Regions from separate parts of the Mus musculus genome. Here region 1 is linked to region 2. A link is a contact called in public HiChIP or PLAC-seq data. All regions are on one chromosome and are shown on one strand. The core of a region is the stretch at or near the end of the contact, and the rest is flanking DNA. Distances in the headings are between cores, read along the strand shown.

Region 1 (3,292 bases), core at 259-2,758, 380 kb before region 2:
AGCAAAGGGGTGAAGAACCCAAAGAACAGCTCCAGTCCCATACCCAGCAGCTTCCACGTGATGGGCTCTGAGACAGACCTGTACCGTGGCTCACAGACATCACGATCCTGCAGCTCGTATTTCTTGTTGAAGATAAATGTAGGGCTTGAGATGATGATGGAGATGAACCACACTGCCACACAGATGACCTTACTGTGCGTCAGTGTTCTGGAGCGTACCCGGAAAGATTTGGTTGCCTGGACGATGGCAATGTACCGGTCCATGCTGATACAGGCCAGGAGCAGCATCCCACAGTTAAAGTTGACCGCATATGTGCCTTTCATCAGTTTACACAGTGCATCGCTGAAAACCCAAGTGTTGGTGGCATGAGTAACTGCCCAGAACGGTAGGGTGAGGACAAAGAGTATGTCTGTGATGGCCATGTTCAACAGGTAGACGTCAGTCATGGATCTGGCTTTCTTGTAGAAGGCAAAGGTCATCACCACCATAATGTTGCCCAGGAGGCCAAAGACACATATTAAGGAGTAGGCAATTGGCACAAATACCTTGGTGAAGTTTCTGACCTCTTCTAGGGAGCATGGCCCATGGTCTGGAGGAATAGAATAATACTCTGTGTTGTCATAATCATCCGTTCCAAAGTAGGACTCTGTGGAATTCATTCCTGAATGATAATGAAAATAGAAATCGTGACAGTGTGATTTCAAGCAACCACACCTAGCCATGCCAGAGTCCCTGCCAAGATAAAGTAGATTCTCACCCCAGGCAGGCGTGGTTCTCTATGTGGATGGGAGAGCCAGATCTGGTGTAGAAAGGGAAGTGGGCAGTTCAACCACACTCTCACTAGTGCAGATGTCGGGAGAGCAGAGGTGAAGCTGGGGGAAAGAAAAGGCAAAGTGTGCCCCAGTCATGCTGTGTTCTGGAACATTCTACCCCATCAGAACACACTGCAATGCATGGCGCTCAATGTGAAAATACCCACGTCACGGGCTTTCCTGGTCACTTCTGAGCCTGAGAGCAAACACTGGGGGCTCTTTCTCAGTGACAGTCTGGCTTCGGTGACTCGGAAATGGCCATAAGGAACACGTAAATGAACTGGTTAGCATTGACAGTTAATTGCCAGTTTGTAATCTTTGGCCTAAGAAAAGTCATATCAAGAAAAAAAATGATCTGCATAGGTCTTCACCCAAAATTCCAGTTAATTGTATATGAGAAAATCTCACAGAACAAAAATCTATCTGCGCTAGCTATCTAGATGTGGATTAAAGCCCATGATTCAAAGACTGGAGAGATGGCTCAGAGGTTAAGAAAACCCGCTGCTCTTCTGGAGGACCTGGGTTTGATTCCCAGAAACCACACAGTACCATGTCAGGGGACTCATAGTGATAACTCCAGTTCCAGGGGATGCAATGCCCTATTCTGGCCTCTGAAGGCATCTGCATGCGTGTGGTATAAGCTTACTAGGATGAACATCCTGAAGAGACACAGGCCTCGAGCATGAAGCCATAATGATTCTGCCCTAGCAAGACAATATAGAAACTGAAAGCTAGAAGCAAAGTGTGGTGAGGCATGCATGTAACCTTAGCACTCAGGAGACTGAGGCAGGAGGATAGTGAGTTCAAAACCAGTTGGGATATATAGTGAGGCTGTCTTGAAAAATCAAAATAAATAGCAAAAGATAAATTAAGATCCTGAAGGAAAGAAGACAGCAGGAGGGAGGGAGGGAGGGAGGGAGAGAGAGAAAGAGAAGGAGGGAGAGAGGGAAGGAGAGAAGGAAGAAAGGAAGAGAGGAGGGAGAGAGGGAGGGAGGGAGGAAGGAAGGGAGGGAGGGAGAGGAGGTGGGCAGGAGGTAGGGAGAACAGGGGGTGGAAAGAAGGAAGGCAGAAGGGAGCAAGGGAGAGAAAACAGGAGGAAGAAGAAGAGAGAGGGAGGAAGGGAGGGAAGGAGGGCAGAAGGGAGGGAGGCTAGAAGAAAAGGGCAAGAGGAGGAAAGAGGGGGAGGGAGGGCAGTAGAGAGAGGGAGGGAGAACAGGGAGAGAGGGGGAGGGGTGGAGGGAGAGATTAAAAAGAACCATAACACATTTGTAAATAAGATTTATATGCTGAAAAATCTTAATAGCTGAGAGAAGGTATTCAGGAGAGAGATGTCTAGCATTGGACAGACACATTTCTTCACAAATGTTTATGTAAGCATACCACAAACTAAGTCAAAGCCCTGGGGGTTTTTACATAGAGCAGCTGGCTAACTGATTCTCATTCTACAATGAATTCAAGAGAGGAAACAGAGTTGGAGGATTCACACAGCCTCCTTGTGAAAATCAGGATGCCTCAGTGTCAGGTCAGGGGATGCTGATGAAGGAGAAGGCAAGAGCCAGCATCCATGGGACCAACACAAAGCCCAGAAATGAGCCATATATAAATAGCTGAGTTTTGAACAAAGTGCCAAGGAAAGTCCATGGTGGAAAAACTGTCTTGAAATAATGGTACTGATACAGCTGGATTTTATGTGAAAAAGCTGTGCCTTACCCCCCCCCCACCACCACAAGAAAAATGAACTCAAACTGGTTGTAGCTCTAAATGCAAGATCAGAGACAGACAACATTTAAAGGAAAACATAAGACAACCTTGGTAACCCAAGGAACAGAAGAATTTTCCTACATAAATTGTGAAAAACAGGGTCTGGAGAGATGGCTCAGTGGTTAAGAGCACTGGTTACTCTTCCAGAGGACCCCAGTTCAATTCCCAGAATCCACACCACAGCACACAACTGTCTGTAACCCCAGTTCCAGGGGATCTGACACCCTCACTCAGACATACATGCAGGCAAAACATCAATGCACATAAAATATGAATTATTTTAAAAAGTGGGGAGAGCATATACTGTAAAGTAATAATGATAACTTGTATTTAATCTGCTGTTTGCAAAATACATAGAAATGAAAAAAATATTTGAATTGGAAAATAACATTTGCAAGCTAATATCTGGTCACATCCAGACCTTACGAAGAATCCCAACTAGTCCACACCTGAAAGACACTCGAGAAAATATGGGATGGTCAATATGCACACAAGATGTTGACCACTGTCCATTGTTGGGGAGGCTAAGTCACAACCCCCCTGACATACCACATACCTGACATATGTGTGAATGGATGAACACAAAGATGATCAGGGAAGGCCAGGGTATCTGCAAAGACCTGGGACAGCTGCAGATGTACTGGCTGGCTGTGGGGGAACAGGAGGTCACACGAGCATGTAGACCAAAGAGTGTGCGCCTCATGTAACACTGGCTGTGC
Region 2 (3,351 bases), core at 319-2,818:
AATCTCTTCCATCTTAAAGATGTCAAAACTCAGGCAAATCTTTTACATAGAAAAAAATGTTTTTTAGTCAAATTACCATTTCCTATTATTTAAAAGGCAAACACTAAGAATCCCTTCTATTGTGAGTTTTTGCGTTTGACCACCAGTGACAGCGTACCACTCACCTCTGTAACTTTGTTCTCTGGCCTTTCCACCCACTAGACACCTCCCACTGCCTCAGTGCCTAGCTCTGTAGATAAATGACACAGCCCAGAGGAAAGCCTGGGCGGGCTGCGACTGGGGGTTTCAGTGCTTGCTAAAGGTTACTGAGCCCCTGGGGAGAGAATGGGACAGATGTAGCCGGAGACAATGGGTTTGTGTCTTGGTGGGTGTAAAGTCCAAATAAGTAAGCCTGGGGGTGGGGGGGGGGCGGGTATTTCACTCAACAGGCAAGAGCAGGGCAGCTACTCCCAAAGCCACGCCCCCCCGGGGGGGGGTAAATCAGGGACTTTTATTCTGGGAGCCTTTCCGTATTCCTGTAGGGGTTGGTCTGTTCCTGGGCCTGCTCAGTTAAGGAGCACATTCTTGCGCATGCCCAGTTCAAGGTCGTGGTTTAAGTAGGCAGTGAGCACATTTTGGGGCGTGCTTAATCTGAGGTCACGGAGCACATTTAAGAAATTAAACTGATGGTCAGGAATGCTTCCTGGCCTGCTCAGCTTACATCGTAAAGTTTTAGTTGAAGACAGAGGAAAGGTGCCTATGGCCCATTCGTATAGGAGTTTGTTTGCCTTTAGTGGCTGAGTTTGGACTCAATCTGTTCTGTATTCAGGAATCTTCTCCCGGGGGAAGTGACCAGTTGTTTTCTTGTATCTGAGGTATAAATAAGTCCCCACTAGAGAGGAATACTTAGTCTTTTCCCTACTCCCCTCGGAGTCTGCCACGTCGCCTAAGCAACATTGCCAACCTACAAATGATTGGTTGATGCCTGAGGGGGCAGTGGAAATTGCTAGAAGTCTCCCCGTGTCCAAAAGCACACATAGGAATTTGAGCCCAGTGCTCTTGCCAATTGCTTATACAGAGCTAGTAAGCCAAATCTTCCCTCCTGTGCTAACGGTGTCACCTAAAATACCTCGTCCCGGACAGTGGTGGTGGTGGTACAAGCTCCAATCCAGCCCGTCCCAGCCTCCTGTGATTATAAAGACCACGAAAACATCCAGCTGATATGAGGGCTGCTGCTGCTACTGGCAAAATGGATGAATGTTTGCAGTTGGAGGTTATCAACCATACTGAGGGTGAAGGACAGAACACTTGTCAGATTCATATTCGTCTGACTCGAGAACATGTATACGTAGCAAACCACGCCCAGGAAAAGGCTTCCTCCCGTGAGCGCTTTGCTCTGCCAGGTGGACAGCGGGGAGGGTGCTAGCCTGCCTTCTTCCAGCCTCTCTCTTCTATTTTCCTTGCCCCCCCCCCCCAACCATCCCCTACCCCTTTCTCTTCATTCCTCTGAGATCTCAGCTGAGCCGTACACTCACAGGGGATTTACTTTTCTGACACACACAGAGACCTGAAGTGAGTGGTGTCACCAAAAGAATAAAGAAAACCCCAAACTTAGCGCCTCGTGTTAACCGCGTTTCACAACAAAGGCTGCCAGTGCCCTGGCTGACAGGGAAATTTTAAAAGTCATTGAAGTCGGAAATGTGTGACGTAGCCAATAGCAGCTGTGTGGAAACTGCTCTGCCCGTGGTCTTTCTACCAGTGACACGTTTCCACAGTGGGGCAGGCTGGGGGCTATCTCATTCTTTCAAGCTACGGAAAGTGGTTCGGTGTGTGGCCAGACCTGGTCTGTGGGAGCTTTGAGAAAGCACTGGAGAGGGAAAGGCAGAGTGTCAGAGGCGCCCGTGGAAGGGGTGCAGGGGAGCAGAGAGCCCAGGTAGGGCCTAAGCCACCGGGACTCCCCTCATCCCACTGTGGGGGTCTGGCATAAAGGAAGATGTGGCGATTCAGTATGCCAAGTCCCGAGTGCCTTCGCAAACAGAGAGAAGCACAGTTAAACTGGCTTCAGACGTCTAAAGCCGCAGTGGAGACCTGTTCTTGGGGCCTAGGGCTGGAGACCACAGATGTGTGTCTAGTCTTCTGCAGGGCTTGGGGGTCCCTGCATATGGAGACCCTCAGTGGAAACCATGCACCCTCCGTTCTCCACAGCTCCTACTGCTGTATGCATATCTCTCTCTCTCTCTCTCTCTCTCTCTCTCTCTGTGTGTGTGTGTGTGTGTGCGCGCGCGCATGTGCATGTGTGTACAAGCTTCCTCTTACATGAACTATGTCCAGAGTGTCTGAACTCTCCTGGCTCTTTCTTACTATCCATTTCCAAGTGGTGTGTGTGTACACACACATGCTTATGTTTTGAAACTTCACACGTGCTAGGTCAGAGCTCTATCACTGAGCTATACCCCAGTCCTCTGTGTTAGTTTTTACTTTGAGACAAGATTCCCTTAAGTCGCCCAGGCTGGCCTTGAACTCACTCTACAGCCTGGTCAGGCCATGAGCTTTTGATCCTCTGGCGTCGGCCTCTCTTGTAGCTGGGGTGATAGGCACCAGCAACCAAGCCTGGTTCGTTTTCAAACCTAAGGCCAACTTTGCACCACCGTCAGAGGCTACCTTCCCTGTTAGGCTGCCTGGCGTGTGCTCTTCCCTCTTGTTCTCTTCCAGTTCTCAAAACGCTCTCCCAGATTCAGGCCCGCGTATGGCAGAAGGAACTAAGGGAAATCAAGCAGCCTGCTGACCCCACAGCTGTCACGTGGAACGACGCTGTGGTACCAGAGTTTGTCGTCTATTGGGGAATTTTCTTTCTCCATGTGTCCCACATCCATTCTCCGGACTGCTTGCAAACCTATCACCGGCCTGCATGTCTGTCTTCTCTGTCACACATGCAAGCGGCCTCATTCATTCCCACCGCCAATCCTCTCTCACTGTGGCCAGCCTGAAGCCAAGCCAGCCCCTGTGTGGAGATGGGGGGAAGCAGTTGGTCGGGGAAGTCAAGGGAATGGCAGGGATCCAGCCAGGCCCTGCCCTGGAACAGTGACAGCTGCAGTCCTGGGTGGCATGCCTGGGCTCACTAACTGTCGCTACAGCCTTTTCAATGTTGGAACAGTCTTGGACAGATGGGAATGTTTGCCGAACTGAAGAGGTCAGCCCAAAAACTTTGGAAAATTCCACCAGACCCCTCCCCTCCTGAAAGAGAAGGGTCATAAAGAGCATAGGCACCCCTCCCCTCTGGAAGGGCGGGGCTAATTACAGTCCTCAGACCTCAGGGAGGTGGGGCTTACCACTGGCCACCTGTGGGTGGCTAGGGGAGGCCCAGAGCTCATA

Evidence for each region. HiChIP or PLAC-seq counts read pairs in DNA pulled down with a chosen protein or histone mark.
Region 1: an H3K27ac HiChIP or PLAC-seq map of regulatory T cells shows a contact between it and region 2, with 4 times the contacts expected there. The contact joins two enhancer-like sites. A contact is called at or near these places in 5 of 484 Hi-C or Micro-C datasets (B cells, the G1E-ER4 cell line, the HL-1 cell line and 2 more) and 1 of 115 datasets of contacts at active chromatin or transcription factors (regulatory T cells).

The regions. Positions count from the first base shown.
Region 1 is chr17:8,253,332-8,256,623 of GRCm38.p6, reverse strand. Ccr6 (chemokine (C-C motif) receptor 6) reads right to left here. Exons shown (of 3, transcript NM_001190333.1): 2 at 758-872; 3 at 1-661. The coding sequence starts at 659. Among named protein-coding and RNA genes, the nearest start is that of Gm33799, 18 kb to the left of the region's middle. Within about 2 kb of position 1,508, at least 36 of the 459 cell types and tissues checked have an H3K27ac peak or open chromatin away from gene starts, as enhancers often do. A contact at or near this core is called in regulatory T cells, where this site is marked.
Region 2 is chr17:7,873,303-7,876,653 of GRCm38.p6, reverse strand. The region is part of intron 5 of Gm1604a (predicted gene 1604A); the gene reads left to right. Among named protein-coding and RNA genes, the nearest start is that of AU041480, 38 kb to the right of the region's middle. Within about 2 kb of position 1,568, at least 110 of the 459 cell types and tissues checked have an H3K27ac peak or open chromatin away from gene starts, as enhancers often do. A contact at or near this core is called in regulatory T cells, where this site is marked.